2 separate regions of the Anas platyrhynchos genome follow, and region 2 is linked to region 1. Evidence: chromatin contacts called from public Hi-C data. All regions are on one chromosome and are shown on one strand. The core of a region is the stretch at or near the end of the contact, and the rest is flanking DNA. Distances in the headings are between cores, read along the strand shown.

What was found. A called contact is a pair of places that touch in the nucleus more often than the background predicts.
Region 2: a contact with region 1 is called in a Hi-C map of small yellow follicle, with 2.8 times the contacts expected there. The contact joins two enhancer-like sites. A contact is called at or near these places in 4 of 8 Hi-C or Micro-C datasets (skeletal muscle, small yellow follicle and subcutaneous adipose tissue).

What each region holds. Positions count from the first base shown.
Region 1 is chr7:614,422-617,936 of IASCAAS_PekinDuck_T2T, forward strand. No RefSeq gene overlaps it. Among named protein-coding and RNA genes, the nearest start is that of BAZ2B, 11 kb to the right of the region's middle. Within about 2 kb of position 1,695, at least 1 of the 8 cell types and tissues checked has an H3K27ac peak or open chromatin away from gene starts, as enhancers often do.
Region 2 is chr7:881,484-885,479 of IASCAAS_PekinDuck_T2T, forward strand. The region is part of intron 2 of TANC1 (tetratricopeptide repeat, ankyrin repeat and coiled-coil containing 1); the gene reads right to left. Among named protein-coding and RNA genes, the nearest start is that of TANC1, 13 kb to the right of the region's middle. Within about 2 kb of position 1,963, at least 4 of the 8 cell types and tissues checked have an H3K27ac peak or open chromatin away from gene starts, as enhancers often do.

The DNA of each region.
Region 1 (3,515 bases), core at 445-2,944:
CTAAGTTCCATTTTTAACTGATTTGGCACTCCTGCAATTTGCAGAAGTTTTTCCAAGATATTAAATCTCATTTCTGGACCATACTCATTCTGGAATCATTCCAGCTTTTGCCCACGTCAAGATCCTTACAACTTCTTTGATTGAAGTTTTACAGAATGTTGTGTTTAAAACTGATATTCAGGCAGATAAAGTTTTGTTCTGGACTTAACTTTGACAAACCAAACTTTTTCGTTACTAATATATACTGAAAAATATTAATTTGATGCATGAAAACTCACGATCTGTTTCCTTCGAGCACATCTCTTTTCAGGGTTGTGCAGGGTTTTTGTATTCTTCCCCTCAATGTTGTCTTTCTACGTACGTAACCCCTCCCCAACCAAAAAGTTGCTGATTGTTTATTTTATTAGTGAAAAAGGACTTGAGCCTGATGCTTTCAATAGCCTTGAGAATCAAAGTGATCTCAAACGGAGTAAGGATGGTTTGCTAGTGAAATTTCCTTCAGAGCTAGATGTGAGTTTGCAATGAGCTAATTCCAAAAGTTATCTTGCTTCAGGAAATATTTTTCCATTATGTGGGAAGCAAACAAGATTAAAGTATAAACTTGAGAACTAACTATCACTGTGATCAGGTCAGAGTCCACATGCTTCTCAAACACTCATTGCACTTATTATAATGCCTGTTTCTTTTGTAGTTTGCATTCTTATCTCTAAATTAAGTTACAGAATCCTCAGACTGTACAAAATCTGCAAACACGACATGACTCAATGTTTTATGGCCTTCTCTGTATCCACCTACAAATAAATGTAAACAAACAAAAAACAGTGAAGACATAAATGCAAAGCTTTCTTTCTCTTTTTCTCCAGAGACTCAATTTTCAACCAGAGAAGCCATAAACATTTTTACAAGTTTACTTGTCAAGCTACTGGCTACTAGCATCTCACTTATTCCCCAGAATCATAGCACATTTAAAATTTTGCTTGGAATGCATTTGTTTGTGGAGCTGTGAATGATCTGCTTGTTTATGAGTACTGCTAAACATCATCTTCCGTGCATGTGATTTTTCATCTCTTCTTCACCCTGATTAAATACGGAATCTTAAAAACCTTCTGGAAATGAGTGACTATCATACAAGCTAGTATTTGCTAAATGCAGAGTCAAGAATAGGAAACGTGATTAAAATGGCACCATCATCCTGTGTCTATGGATGTGTTGAACTGCATTCACCAAACAGGAATGCAGTTTTGTTTTCAAGAAATCTTATGATTGCCTATAGAAGTGGATTGTGTGCTAAGTAAGGTGTGTTTAGGTATAGGTATAGATACATGCTTGTTTCTGCTGAGATTCTGAAGTAATGTATGCTAATGCAAGGTACAAGGACCTATGCAAATATGCAGTATAATTTACTGGCTCAACAAAGAATGTCTGAATCGAAACAACAGACTGTTACTAGAGATATTATAATTAAATACCGATTGATTCATAATACTTGTCTCGCGTACTGCTTGTCATACGTAAGCAGTAGTATAACTATACAAAAGCATGAGCTGCAGTGGCAGGGAGTAAGAATGAATGAGTTCTGTGACTACATGAAGCAATACCAACAGCTGCTTCAACAATGCAACCTACGCACCCTTTTAATGTTTCTCAAGATGACACCTGTGCCTGTGGGCTAGACGCTAGGAGTACTGGCCTCAGTACTAGGTCAGTGCTAGGTTGAAGGTTGGACTAGATGATCTTAGAGGTCTTTTCCAACCTGAACGATTCTATGATTCTGAGCGGCTGATTTGCAATGCAGTGAGGCAGGGCTTCACCACAGGACTGAGTTCCTGGAGCTAAACAAGCTCCTGCTTGTATGCTGAGCCACGTGCACTCTGACAGAGGGCACAGCCTTAGACCATAACAAGTATTAGGTAATGTATCCTAATTTAAGCCTCTTCCTTTTCAAGGTAGGTCACATTAACCTCACATTTGCTATGAGAATGGCACATTCATGGATATTCAGGACAGGTCAGCTGATATACAGTTGAATTCCAGTAATTTCGCTTCTGTCCTCTTCCAGCCGTCTTCAGGGTGTTGCTTAATGGTACCACAGACTGATCTGTACTACTTAGCATTGGCACAGTCCTTTCCTCCTGCCTAGCCAGAGGCCTGTTCAAGGGCACATGTACTTGTGAAACCGAATGATGTTCTGATGCAAGGCTAAGATCAGGCCATAAGCTTTTTACTAGTCAGTGTGTTACCTTTCTATACTTAGGCTGCTTTCATGAGCAGTGGAGCTCATCTAATGGGCCATGACTACCAAAACATGAGTTCATTGTCTTTTCCACCCAATCAACCTCACCCATCCCCTTGCCGTCTCCTCCTTAGCTGCTGTCACTCCACTAATGGATATTCACAGGCCATGACCTTCCCTGACACTGATTCTCCCTCTCTGTGATTTTTGTGTGTGTGAATTTATATCACTTTTCTGATGAAAACAACAGGGCAGGCTGGATGGGGCTTTGGGCAGCCTGGTCTAGTGGGAGGCGTCCCTGCCCATGGCAGGGGGTTGAAACTGGGTGGGCTTTAAGGTCCCTTTCAACCCAAACCATTCTGTGATTGTATGACTTGATGAAGAGGTAACTGTGAACATACAGATTTTCAAATCCAACAGGTTATTTCAAAATTAATGGCATATTGGAATGTTAATGAGGATAAATACATTGATGAATGCCTCATGCAAAACCTACTTAGACAAACTTTCTTGCAAATATATGTTTTTCTTCTGCCAGTTTACTATTTATTTCCCTTTCTAAGAATTAAGAAGTGAGAAGTGAGTTTCTGGTTATTATTTGTGTCAGTAAACACACATAAGCTGTAATGACCCATGGGATCTTTCTAAAATAGCTGCTGCTCTAATAAAGAACAACAAAAAAGAGGGTCTTAAACTCCATACCTTATGAGGTAGGCAGGCAGGAAACAGGACACTAGAGAATGAGAGCATATTTCCCATTATGATAGAAACTGGTCTCAGCAAAAGGTTATCATTTATTTAATGACTGAATCCTAATTTATCTGTATAGAAGAGCAGTGTAAAGATAGTTAAGAAACAAGTATTTACAAATTTCTAAGAGCAAAATTCTCTTAGTCAAGTTATCCCGGGAAACAAATTGCTCCTGTATGGTAGCAATTCAGCAGATGGCACTCTTTCCTCTGAGGACCTTCTGTATCAACGTCCTGTACTGTAACGGGAGGCAGTGTTCTTTTGCAGATGATAGGCTATTTGTTTCTCAGTTTGGATGTAAAATCAAGGTCCTCAGCATTTGTAATTATATATTCTAGGTTGTATGTGCAAGAATTAAAATACCGATATAAAATACCGATACTCACGTACTCCTTATGCACTCATTTGGGAAATATGGGTATCTTACTTTCTGCAGTTTCAGAGTTAAAACTATTTCTCTTTGTTTTAAATGGTCTCTCATGTTGTCCTGTGTTGTCAAACAGATGCTGACTTCCACTTCTGAAATGGATTC
Region 2 (3,996 bases), core at 713-3,212, 270 kb after region 1:
AGCCTAAAATTGGCCTTGCTAAAGGGTTAGAGGCTAGAGTTAAACATAATTGGAGGGTTATCCATAATATTTTAAAGTACTGTCTTTAGAAACCTCAAAAAACTTTTGCACAGCAGAACTCAAATATATGTGCACTGTAGAGAAAATTATATGTCTACCCATTGTTGCCTGCCATCTTTGAACAGCTCCAACAAAATTATCTCACTCTGAATTTAGCTTTTTGACTTGTTTTCACTTTTTATGGTTGAGATCCACAGAACAAACCAAGTTAAAAGCTTTAAATTTCAGCTATTTTTTAATAGCTATTCTTGTTTGTCATTGTTTTTGATGTTTCTTGACAGCAACATATAGGGAACAAATATTTCAGGCTTGTACAGCTTAAATGAGGCTCAGAGTTTTCGCTAACTCTTGAGCTTCAAAAAAAAAAAAAAAAAAAAGATACCAAATATGGAAAAAATAAATTAAACTAGAAGGAATTCCAGAAGGTTATGAGCAAAAAAGTAGGTTGGAATTAAAGTTTAAGGTCACTATTCGTTTTAGTGACTGTTCTATTTCAGTATGCCTTTAACTGTATATTTTGCAACTAAAATGATGGCTACTATATAAAAACTAATACTTTATAATAGCTTTGTTATTCATTTACATAAAAATAACTTCTGAAATAATTAAGTGAAATCAGTTTCAGAAACTTCCTCCCATTTTACATAACAGTTAAATATGAAATGCTGTATCCAATTTTCCAATGTTGCCTGGTTCACGGAAGAATAAATTGTTTCTAAATTAACAAGTTTAAATACATAGTATGAAAGCACCTATAAAATCAGCAAATACTGATTATCTATGCAAGTGTGTCTAATATAAATGTAGTATGTGCTTTCCTGTATTCCCTGTTTGATGTTTCAGTTTAATTGACTACTGCCATAAACATCAAGAATGTAGGAAGGAAAAGGAACTGTTTTGTAACGACTATGCTCTTTGGATCTCTACAATTGCTAGAGTCCCGTGTGAAATACCAAATGATGATTTCAGTACTTAATCTATTATTTTTCTTTGAAACTACTTCATTTTTTTTTCACATTAAGTATACCTCCTTCTAAGAAAATAGCTGCGTTTTCAGAGGCTAGCTTAGCTGGCAGAACCTGAGTAAGATGTAGACATATAGCTACCTCTTGTGGCAAAAGTAGTATACTCATACTACTGAACTATTGAGGTTTCTTACATTATGCTTGATGTGATTGATAAACCTGTATAGCAACTTAGCAAACTAGGAAAGCTGGAGAGTAAGAAATACTCAGGTTTCATAATTTTAATAGACTCTTCATCTGAAGAGTGAACTAAAAACTGGTAATTTGTTACAAATGAAATGCCAGAAATGTATGTTAATAATAAAGTTATCTAAAAGTTTTCCACTAAAATCCAGTAAGAGTGGAATAATGGCCAGGACTGGGGTCTATGGCCAGGTTTGACAAGAAGAAAAAGGCTGTTCACTATCAGGTTGAATCATTGTTCTCTGCATGGTTTCACTGAATAAAGTGAAAACGATAACTAGTGAAAAGAGAAAGCAAAGTGCCTTAAAGTTTACAGTAGCTGAGAAAGACTGAAAACAGTTACCAGGTACAAGCGTGGTTCAATAATGTATTCCGCAGAACAGCAGCAGCCATTCAGCTAACGGTGAGGAAGACAAGAAGCAGTCAAAGCTTTAGGTCTGGAAGCTCTAAGGAATGCTATACTGGGTATCTGCAAAGAATCCCATCACACCTACTCTCTTAAAAAAAGATTTAATGCACAAATGGCTCAAAAGCATGAAAAAAATTTGCATTCCTCCTAAACCGATCACCTAAACTGATCAGCTGCAAGCATCTGCCCTGCTCGTGCTAAGGAAGGAAGGACAGCCTATGAGATGCAGAAAGAGAACACAAGGAATAACAGCATGTTGAAACCATGGTCATCAAGGACAGTGAGGGTTTCAAAACAGGATTGCTTACTGTGAACTTGTTTTGGGAGTTATGCTCAACAGTGTCACAGACGACACTGATTAGGCCAAGGAATTTTTACATTCCAGAAACACATTCCTCTACCAATGCAGCTGAAGAGGAATTCAGTAGATGTACATGTTTGTGTGTATACCAGTTGGATTTTGCATAGCACGGAGAGGTTACTGTGCTTAAAATTATTTGCAAATCTGTGCATACTGCTTGGAGAGGGACAGACTGAATGAGTACATCTCAGAAGGAAGAAAGGCTTTAAACAGTTATTTTATTTTGTTAAACCTTTCATTATGGTTCCCTTTTATTGTAGATTTCCAGATTAGCCACATGTTTTTCCTTTGTCATTTAATCTGCTTCATGGCTTCACACAAAAGTCAGAAGTCACGTACTCTCAATTCAGACTTAAGTCTGTACAATGAATAACAACACATACCATAATTCATTCCAGAACAGCTAAAGTTACACATTGCCAAATTCCCAAACAGCTCTGCCAAGCACCACCCAAGATGTTAGAGTCAGGTGCTAAGAGGTAGACACTCAGCCTCACTCAAGAAATTCATCCCTGCAGAGAAGTCCAGAAGCCTTCAAACAGAAGGTGTGACATTATCAAATTTAGGAATACATGTATGTTGAAGGCCTTGTAGCTAGCAGCATTTACTGAAATCTGTTTTCATGGCTTTTATTGCCAGTTGTCTTCAGCCGCTCCCACTTCTCTAAGGTGTTTTAAAGTCTACAGACAAGAAACAACCCCATATTAAGCAATGTTATTTCCATCAAGAAGTTCTACAGAATAAATTGTTTCCTGAAACCATGCCATTCTTGTTAAATGCTTCCATCATTTGCAAAAGCAGGCTTCCTGCATGGCTTTGATCCATTCCAGCAAACCAACTGTATTTGTTCCTTATGTTCTGAATTTAGCTGTAGTTCATATTTAAATAAAGGCAAAGTAATAAATTCAGACTAGAACTAGATAAAACTCCCTAAAACAAGGTAAAACTGATTCATCATAGCATCACCAATGATGCAAACACAAACAAAAAAGATGTCAGAGCTGATGGCACAAACAGGATGAAAAACTGTCAAGTCTATTCTTTAAAAGTTTAAAATACAATTTTTATTTTCTGTTTTGTTCTTGTTATTAAGAATACTGTTATAAGCAGGACACCTTAAAAAATATATATAAATTTGAGAAAATAAAGCACCTTACAGAAAAGCACTTGTCAGAATACAACAGTTAAGTAAAAGATTGACTTGGCTGAAATGGAAGTGTTCTTAATTATAAAACACTTCAGCAGAAGAGTTTATTCTCTGTACACTTCTGTACTGGGTTTACATGGCAAGGTTTTGGTAGCAGGGGCTGCAGAAGTGGCCTCTGTGAGAAGAAGCCAGCAGCTGCCCCACGTCAGATAAGAGCCAGTTTCAGACGGCTCCAAAGGGACCCGCCGCTGGCCAAAGCCAGGCCAATAAGCGATGTTCTTTGCGCCTCTGTGAGAGCAGATTTGATAAAAGGGGAAAAACAAAAACAAAATGCTGTGCAACAGCAGCTAGGGGAATGAGAAGTGAGAAACAGACTTGCAGACACCAAGGTGAGTGCAGCAGGAGGGCAGGAGGTGCTGCAGGCAGGCAGCAGCAGTTCCCCTGCGGGCTGTGCAGGGAGAGGCCCCTGGTGGAGCAGGCTGTCCCCCTGCACCCATGGGTCCCACATGGAGCAGATCTCCACGCTGCAGCCCCCCCATGGGTGGAGGAGCCCCTGGTGGAGCAGGTGGATGTGGCCTGGAGGAGGCTGCGGCCTGTGGAGTCCCCGCAGGAGCAGGCCCCGGGCCGGAGCTGCAGCCGGTGGAGAGGAGCCCCCGCAGGAGCAGGGGGCCTGGGGGGAGCTGCTGCCCACCCATGAGGGACCCGTGCTGGAGCAGTTTGCTCCTGGGGGATGGACCCCGTGGTACGGAGCCGTGTGGGAGCAGTGCTTGAGGAGCTGCTGCCCGTAGGCAGCCACCACAGGCTCAGTTTG